Linked DNA regions of Mus musculus: region 1 is linked to region 2. The links are chromatin contacts, called in public promoter capture Hi-C maps. All regions are on one chromosome and are shown on one strand. Each heading gives the region's core, a stretch centred on a gene start, on an enhancer-like site or on the middle of the called end of the contact. The rest is flanking DNA. Distances are from core to core; before and after follow the strand shown.

What was found. Capture Hi-C pulls out chosen DNA fragments and counts their contacts.
Region 1: a promoter capture Hi-C map of adipose tissue shows a contact between it and region 2. The contact joins the promoter of Slc25a53 here to the promoter of Tmsb15b1 in region 2. A contact is called at or near these places in 2 of 39 promoter capture datasets (the C10 cell line and pre-B cells), 14 of 484 Hi-C or Micro-C datasets (the 63-12 cell line, CD4 T cells, CD8 T cells and 7 more), 7 of 115 datasets of contacts at active chromatin or transcription factors (the 230-238 cell line, effector CD8 T cells, embryonic stem cells and 4 more) and 2 of 9 other capture datasets (adipose tissue and liver).

Annotation. Positions count from the first base shown.
Region 1 is chrX:137,035,684-137,040,022 of GRCm38.p6, reverse strand. It overlaps Slc25a53 (solute carrier family 25, member 53), which reads left to right and starts at 1,721. Exons shown (of 7, transcript NM_001082412.2): 1 at 1,721-1,799.
Region 2 is chrX:136,974,493-136,978,500 of GRCm38.p6, reverse strand. It overlaps Tmsb15b1 (thymosin beta 15b1), which reads left to right and starts at 1,627. Exons shown (of 3, transcript NM_001081983.1): 1 at 1,627-1,742; 2 at 2,999-3,103. The coding sequence starts at 3,004. It overlaps Tmsb15l (thymosin beta 15b like), which reads left to right and starts at 1,627. Exons shown (of 4, transcript NM_207267.4): 1 at 1,627-1,742; 2 at 2,999-3,103. The coding sequence starts at 3,004.

The DNA of each region.
Region 1 (4,339 bases), core at 472-2,971, 61 kb before region 2:
TTCCTACTAGGATGGCCTATTAAGCCCCATTTAAAGCATTCCACTGCTTTCCAAATCCAAAGTCCCAAAATCCACATTCTTCTAAACAAAAGCATGGTCAGGCCTATTACAGCAATACTCCAGTCTGTGAGCAGACTAATGCAACTATTATAAAGGACAACATTTAATTGGAACTGGCTTACAGGTTCAGAGGTTCAGTCTATTATCAAGGCAGGAGCACGGCAGCATCTAGACAGGCATGGTGCAGGCAGAGCTGAGAGCAGTTCAAGGCCAGCCTGGTCTACAAAGTGAGACAGGACAGCCAGGGCTATACAGAGAAACCCTGTCTCAAAAAAAAAAAAAAGAATTATAATTTCCAGGTCTTAGAGAAATGGCTCATCAGTTAAGAGCTCTTGTTGCTCTTGCAGAAGACCCCGGTTTGGTTCCCAGCACCCACACAGCACCCAAGAAGCCCTTTTCTGGTCTCTCTGGTCAGGAAGCACACAGGTGGTCCAAATGTATATATGCAAGTAAAACACACACAGAAAATACAATCTTTTTTGTTTTTTAATCATGGGGCTGGAGAGAGATCTCAGTGGTTAAAAGTACTGGCTGCTCTTCCAGAAGTCCTGAGTTTGATTCCCAGCACCTACATCGTGCAAACACCCCTTTATCTCATTCCAGGGGATTCAGCACCCTCTTCTAGCCCCTGTGGGCAACAGACACCCACTCAGTGTACAGACATAAATTCAAGCAAGAGACCTAAAATATAAAATGATCTTAAAGGTTAAAAATAAATTTAAAATATTTCTTTTGATATACTGCTTAATTTTGTGCTACAAAATGTTTCTCTTCTCAGTAGCACACTAGCAGTAGGTACTGTTAGTATACTCATTCTACAAAAAGAGAAAACCAATTGAATACCTGATTAATATGTCCACGTTGATAGTGGGTGTGTGGAGAATTCAATCCAGAAACTACACTTCAAAAAGTCCCTAGGGGCCATTGAAATGGCTCTGGGGGTGAGAGCTTGACTACTTGGGTTCAGTCCCCAGATCCCACAAAGTGGTAGCAAAGAATCAATTCCTGAAGAGTGTCTTCAGATCACCACCATGGGCGTCCCTTGGCACCCTCGCCCACAAGCACAATAAAATAGCCGCCGCATTTAAGGTCTGCAGTGAAGTCACACAGGAACCACAAAGATGGGAAAGAGAGGGTATAAAGGGTTTCAGGTTCAAAGTGAACACATCAGAAAGGGCACATCGCACATGGGAGGCAGAGGCAGGCAGATTTCTGAGTTCAAGGTCAGCTTGGTCTACAGAGTGAGTTCCAGGACAGCCGGGGCTACACAGAGAAACCATGTCTCGAAAAACCAACCAAAAAAAGGGGGGGGGGGTTCGGGGCTGGAGTTGGCCCAGCAGGCTTAAATGAGTCACAATAAACTATCACATGGAGAAAATGATTTTCAACTTCAAAATAGTTGGTAACTGAGCCCACCTCGAACAAATGAGATAGGGGCAGGTAAAGAATTTTATCTGCTTTAGCACAAAAGATGCTAAACTGTTGCTGGTTGTATGGAGTTGGCCCGCCAAAGCCCGGCAACTCTGGGGTGTGGGGGAGGGGTGACAAGCCCTGGTTGGAAGTTGGAGCCAGCTGGGGTTGAAGGAGGAACACGCCGCAGCACGGCGTCTTGGGTGGTCCCGGAAAGCTGCCACGAGATTCTGGGGGCGGCGACCTTCGCAGAGGCTTCTGGGATCGGGCCCCGTGTTGCTACTGCCGCTACTGTTGCCGATGCTCCCGGAGGCCATACGGCTGGATAGGTCAGTCCCAGGGAAGAGGACAAGGTGGGATGTCGCGGCGGGGTGTCTCCGGCTCAAGGTTAGAAACCTCCAGCTGCCAAAAGGCTCAAAGAGATGGGAACTGAAGTGAGGAGATTGGGGGCTGGGGGTTGGGTGAGAACGGACCGAACACCCGGCGACTGTTGATGACGCCACAGCAGCGCGTGTCGCTGTTTCCGGTGTGCTGGCCGCTGGGTTTGTTTTGTTTTATTTTAGGTTAGGGATCGGCGAGATACAAGGATGGACCCTAAAAGATGAAGCAAAGATAAGAATTAGGCAAGAAACTGTTGCTGCCCAGTCCTCACACATATAGATCGTGTTCGTATGAAACTGTCTGGGCCCTTCTTTGGTTTCAGATCCATTCTGTGTCTGTTGGGATGGTTGTTTTGTGTTACACCTTAACGAATGGTGCTCTTGCCTTGTTCAGTGGATTCGGTAGTCCGCTGTGAGCTGGGGGGGGGCGGGGGGGGAGTAGGTTTAGTACCCTTCACATTCTAACAACTGTCATTTACATTTGAATTGGAACAGTTAGAGCACAAAGAGTTAGCGACCCAGGAGCTCTGGAGAAAGGGTTGGAGGAGTGCTCTCTTTGATGGGACTGCTTTCACACCTTTTGGATGGATAAATAAATAAATAAATAAAGCCAACTTTTCCTCCAGGCATTTTTTCCTGGGGCTGTTAGCTCCCGGTGCAGCTATTTGGCCCGAGTGAGGAGTGGAGGCGGACTTAATGCCAAGATAGTTTATTGCTGGTGAGAGAATTTGCTATTCAAGAGCAGGACCCCTGTGGGAAAATTAATCTTAACCTGAGGCCAGAATCTACTCCTGCACTAGGATCCAGTTTGTAATCTGGTTAGGATGTCAGAGCACTCTGCATTTGAAATTCTTGTGCTACGTCTTTGTTTTGTAAGCTAAGTCAGTTGACAGCGTGCAGTCCCAAACTCTTCAAAACCTTAAGCAGACTTTTAAAGATTCTGAACGGCCAGAAATCAAGATGTTTTATTAATGAGAGAAGCAAGGGATGAAGCATGCTACTGCTTCTTACATTCTTCCACTCGTTCTGTTTCTCTGAGGGACTTGTTTAGACACAGGCTGCTGGTTCACTTATATGAGTTTTTTTTTCCTTCATTATTATTTTGGGGGGAAGGAAAGCCTCCTAGAATTTAAATTTTTAACAATTTGCAGGAAGCAGCACCTGTCACAGGACTGTCCTTGGAAACCTGTTGAACCAGCATCCCTAGCCAACCTGTGTCTCACAAGTGTATCAGGATAGTGATGAGTGTGGCCCGGTACAATTTCTAGACCACAACTTGAAGCCACGGTGCCAAACATTTGCACACAGTTTGCCACAGAGGTGACATATAACCTTGAAAGTGTTACTGGAGGGCTTCAGTTCTAATTACCAAGTAATGTTTTTGCTGACCAGGATTCAAATGCTCCCTCACATTAACAAGAAAAAGAGTTATGGATACAGGACTGAATTGCGTCACCTTTTCAGTCTGTCTCCACCTTGCCCATAGCAGGGTTACAGATGATAGAAAACACGATGCAGATATCAGGAAGTGTATGCCCATAGGTTGTCTTTTAGACTCAGGTTACAAGAACTGGGTAATGGGTCTTCTACCTACCCTGTACCAAATCCCAGGTACCAGGGCCTTTGGGTTGATCTGTTCCTCCTACCCATGTGGTATTGTGGGAATCCTAATTCCTGGGGACCCATACGAGTGGGGAGCTGTAGGAAGGCCAGACCACTCCCAAATGGATTTTACTTAAATGCGACGTGAAAAAAAATATGTGTTTGGTCATGCATACTGATACCTGTGTGTAATAAGAGCCAACATTGTGTCATTCCTTGAGCACCATCCACTTTAATTTTGTTTTCTTGTTTGTTTTTTTGAGACAGGGTCTTATTCTGTAGCTCTGACTGGTCTTAAACTTAAAAGATCTGCCTGTCTCTGCCTCTACTTTAAGCAGGGACTAAAGGTGTGCACCACCACACCCCGGGTCACCTTGTTTTTGGTTCTTGGTTTTTTTTTTTTTTTTTGAGATAGGGTCTTCTACAGGCCTGGGATTTCACCAGTTAAGCTAAGCTGACTATCCAGGAAGTTCCAGGGATTTATATATCTTTGCCCCCCCTTCACCCCGAAAAGAGGTAGGACAGTTCTGGGGGTTGAACTCAGGTTGTCTTGCCTGTTGTGGCAAGCACTTACTGAGTAGTCTAGCTTCCTAGCATAATAGAAACAGCTTGTCATTGCTAGAGACTGGTATCATATGCCTGTAATTTCAGCACTTGGGAAGCAGAGAAAGGAAGATTAATTTAAAGGTAAAGGAGACCTTGCCTGAAACAAAAACAAACAAACAACACAAAAAATCAACTATTTATAATTCTACCAACTGTGATAATGATAACGAATGCAGAGACCACCAGAGGACACTTTTAAAACTGAATAGACAGTCTTTCTTGCGAGTTGGTGACTGCACTAGGAACTTGCCCAAATCATGCAGCCCTGATCCTTACAGCCC
Region 2 (4,008 bases), core at 378-2,877:
GTTTTTTCTTTCACATTTACTTCTCTAAATATATTTGGAATTGACTTCACGTGAAATGTGAGGATGGGGGCTGGAGGTGAGAGTGCATTCTTAGCATGTGCAAGGCCCCAGGTTCAACCCTAGCATGTAAACACTATGAGGCTAGATGTTCACTTTCAAATTTTCTAGATAAATATTCAGGTATCCTTATATCATTTGTTGACAAGCCTTTTTCTCCATATTCATTTATAACAAAATACTATCAAATATGGAGCATTTGTATATCCTGAGTCAACTGTCTCACAGTTCTCTATGTCTATGTCTGGGCTATGTTGCCATTGCTTAATGTTGTCTCTTCAATATAATTCCTGGCTCAGGTGGGGAAAGGATGGAGGGAGAGAGTACTGAGATCGGGCGAGGGGCTTCTCTGGGATGAGCTAGAGACCTAGGGCGATGGAAACTCCTGGGAATCTATGAAGGTGACCTTAGCTAAAACTCCTTGCAATGTGGGATATAGAGCCTGAGCTGCCATCTCCTGGAACCAGGTGAGACTTCCAATGGGGAGACTGGGACACCAACCCAGCCACATACCTTTATACCTATAATTTGTCCTGCCTACAAGATGTGCAGGGGGAAAAGATGGAGCCAGTATATGCCCAGGAGTAGGGCCATCTGCTGGAACATGTGTAACCTCTCAGGGACCTCACCTTTCAAGAAAACTGCATCTCTCTTTCCAAACAACTGTCAACTGTCAGTACTTCTCAGCTAGGGGCAGGACTTCTGGTGCTCCTTACACCCCTGGCCACGCTGAGATATGGTCTTATTTTAATTTTGATCAAGTTATGTACCTGTAATCACATCTGTTCAAAAAACACTGTAGTAGTCCAGTGCCTCTAGCTCTTAAAAATCGTTCAGCCCCTCTTCTGGGAAAACCCCTAAGCCTTGTGAGGAGGTAACTGCAGTTTCCATCTTCTGTTTCTTGTGCATCAACCAAAGTTCTAAGTGAAAACTAGTGTCTGTAGATGGCCTTGTGCTTATTCTAAAGTAGTTCTTCTCCTGGTCAATGGCACAAAAAGTCTAAACTGTCACATGAGTACATAGGCAATGTTCAGGAATGCATGGCCCTGAACCACTGACTCTCACGTCTGCATTACGAGCAGAGCAGAGATTAGACAGAGGTTACTGAGCATCTGTTCAAACAGCAACAACAACAACAACAAAAGCAACAACAACAACTGTAACAACAACAACAAGAACAACAAAAGCAACAACAAGAATGCAGGGTACAACTCATTCAGTTTGGCCCCCGATGTCCAGATATTAAAATTTAACTGGGTAAGGTGTAGCTGTTTAATGTGAGGCTTCTAAATCGGCGGAGGAAAGACTGCATTTGTAAAGAAGGAATTGTGAACCCCAGGGCTAAAGCTGTGGAAGAGAAGGGGAACTGACCCTTGCCAATCATTATCTCTTAGGCATCATCAAGCCATGCTATAGGTGGGCTGCAGGTAAACAGAACAGAGACAGCCACCCAGAACACTAGACCTGAGGAGGGGGCGTGTCAAGCCAAGATGTGTCCAATCAGGGACGCCTGTGTAGGGATTACGTTTAGACCTTCTGTTCAATCATAGAGGGGATGGGCGGGATATAGGGGCGGGACCCGTGGCAGAGTTAATCAGTTGGTCACTGCACTCCTGAGCACAGTCCTGATCCAGAGGTAACTGTGGACATAACTGCTGGCCTGAAGGGAGCCTTGGAACCGGCAGGTGAGTATCTCCCCTGGCATTTGCGGGACCAAGCACAGTGGCGACTGCTAGTGCTTGCTCTATCGTCTTTGTGTTTTCAGGCAGACCAAGCTGTCTGCTCACCCGAGTTTACAGATTTCCCTGTTTCTAGCCGGTGCAGAGCATAGTCCTGGTAGTGGTGGTGGTGGTGGTGATGGTGGTGGTGTCCCCACCCTGGGAGGTTCAGAGGGACCAGCAGCTTCGAGGAGTTAGTGAAGGCTGGAAGTAGGGTTTGGTTGGGTGGGAAAGGGACTTTTAGGGTTGTGGTTCTCGCCCCTCTGTCCCGCCCTGTGGTTACAAAGTTGTGAATCCCAGTTTTTCTGGCTTTCAGCATAAAAGAGGGCCTTCGGGTATCCTTGATTGAATGACATTGTGTTTGGCCATGTGGAAGCTTTGAAGATAACGATTCTCCACTATACTTTGGTTAACAGATTGTGTCCTGCCCCACTGGGGTGATACAGAAGATTTCTGCCTTCTGACCTTTGGGGTCTTTTCCTATTGTTCCTTTCCTGATCCACTTGTGAAATTCAGAAGATGCCAGGGATGGCTCCATGTGTACCTTGCTTTCCTACCTAGTAACAGTGAAAACTGTGAAGTAGAACTTAACTCTCTTTGGCTTACTTGACTCTGCTAAAGTTCTGAGTCTCAACCTGTTTATCTTCCCCCCCCCCCCTTACATGTTTATTAAGGCTACAAGAAGATATTGTGTGAGACTTGTATTCGCCTTTCATTCCTACTCTAATGGTTAATATACCAGCTTTCATCATCCTTTAGAAGTCAGTACAGTGTTGTTTGACATTTTTTCTGCATGATGCTCACCACCATTCCCAAATACCCTAAAAGTAACTGCCTAGAAGGTGAAAATGCTCAGATAGTCCCTCACGTCTTCCCTAGTCAAATCTAGCCCTTATTTGCTCTTCTATTCTTATCTGCTAATTTTTGTCATTTCTATTTTGCCTTTGCTGGGAATTTTAAAGTGAGCCACACCCCCACGTCTCCACAGCCAGTTTCTAGAGTATCTTGCTTTCTTGAACATCTTTGTCTGCTGTCATTTACTTTCACCAGAAATGAGCTAATGCATTGCAATCAGAAGACTCTAAGACAAACATGACTTTCTAAGATCCGTTGTTTTGGAAAACAGCATGCAAAACATTCACTGATAGTAAATGAATGTTTTTACTGTGACTCTTAATCTGATCATGGTTCTAGTGGGCAACTTTGTTTTGTCTTTCTTATAGACAAGATGAGCGATAAACCAGACTTGTCAGAAGTTGAAACGTTTGACAAATCAAAGTTGAAGAAAACTAATACTGAAGTAAAAAATACTCTTCCGTCGAATGAAAGTAAGTCATGGGGTTTCTAGTAGGGAAAGTTGCTGTAGTCAGTCAACAAACCTATGTTATGTTCTTTTACAGTTTTCATGAGTAAATAATATCTTACCAGACTTAATAGTTTAAAATATCCAGTAGCTGATTCTGTTACTGGGGATATGTAAGTGCTTCCTGCATAACAAACATCAGTAGTATAAAGAAACAAAAGCTATTTTCTGTTGAAAATTATGAAACTCACATTAAAATTAACCTTGAAATAATTGACAAAAAAAAAAAAGCCAACCAAACAACAACAACCAAAACCCAGGGATATACACTTGTAATCGTGGTGTTTGCTGCCTTGACAAGGTTGAGTGTGATCTTGTCCCCCTAGTGGACTGTGCCAGTGCTTCTGACCTTTTGTAAATGGAGTGACTTCAGATCTCGAATATGCTTGCTGCCCCCAGACGCAGAGGTTTGCTGCTGTTCCCCAGATTTTCAGCTTCCTGGAGAATATCACTCACAAATGCTGTGCCATGCTTTGCCCTCTGTTACACCAAAATTATCAGACAGTTCCAAAAAGCAGACAAAACTGTTTGAAAATATCCCTTTCCCTATTGGAGTGTGGTAGATATATTGTTATGGAGTACTTAATTTGCCATTTAGTGTCAAATAGTGGCAGCAGCATACACGTACCTTAAGTGGAATATAAAACCTATAGTTGATTCAGATTCTAATGGATATTAAAAGGGTTGCTATGTACTCTCACATAGCACTTGGTGAGGATTTGTGGGTGCTACCTTACATAGTATTTTGAAATTAAAGCATGTATGAGGCCATCTGAAGATTTAGCACAGAATTCTTTTTAATGGTGCAGGTTTCAAATACCAGGCCTTAGTTCACAGTAGCTAAGCCTTGTACAAACTCTAGGAAGACAC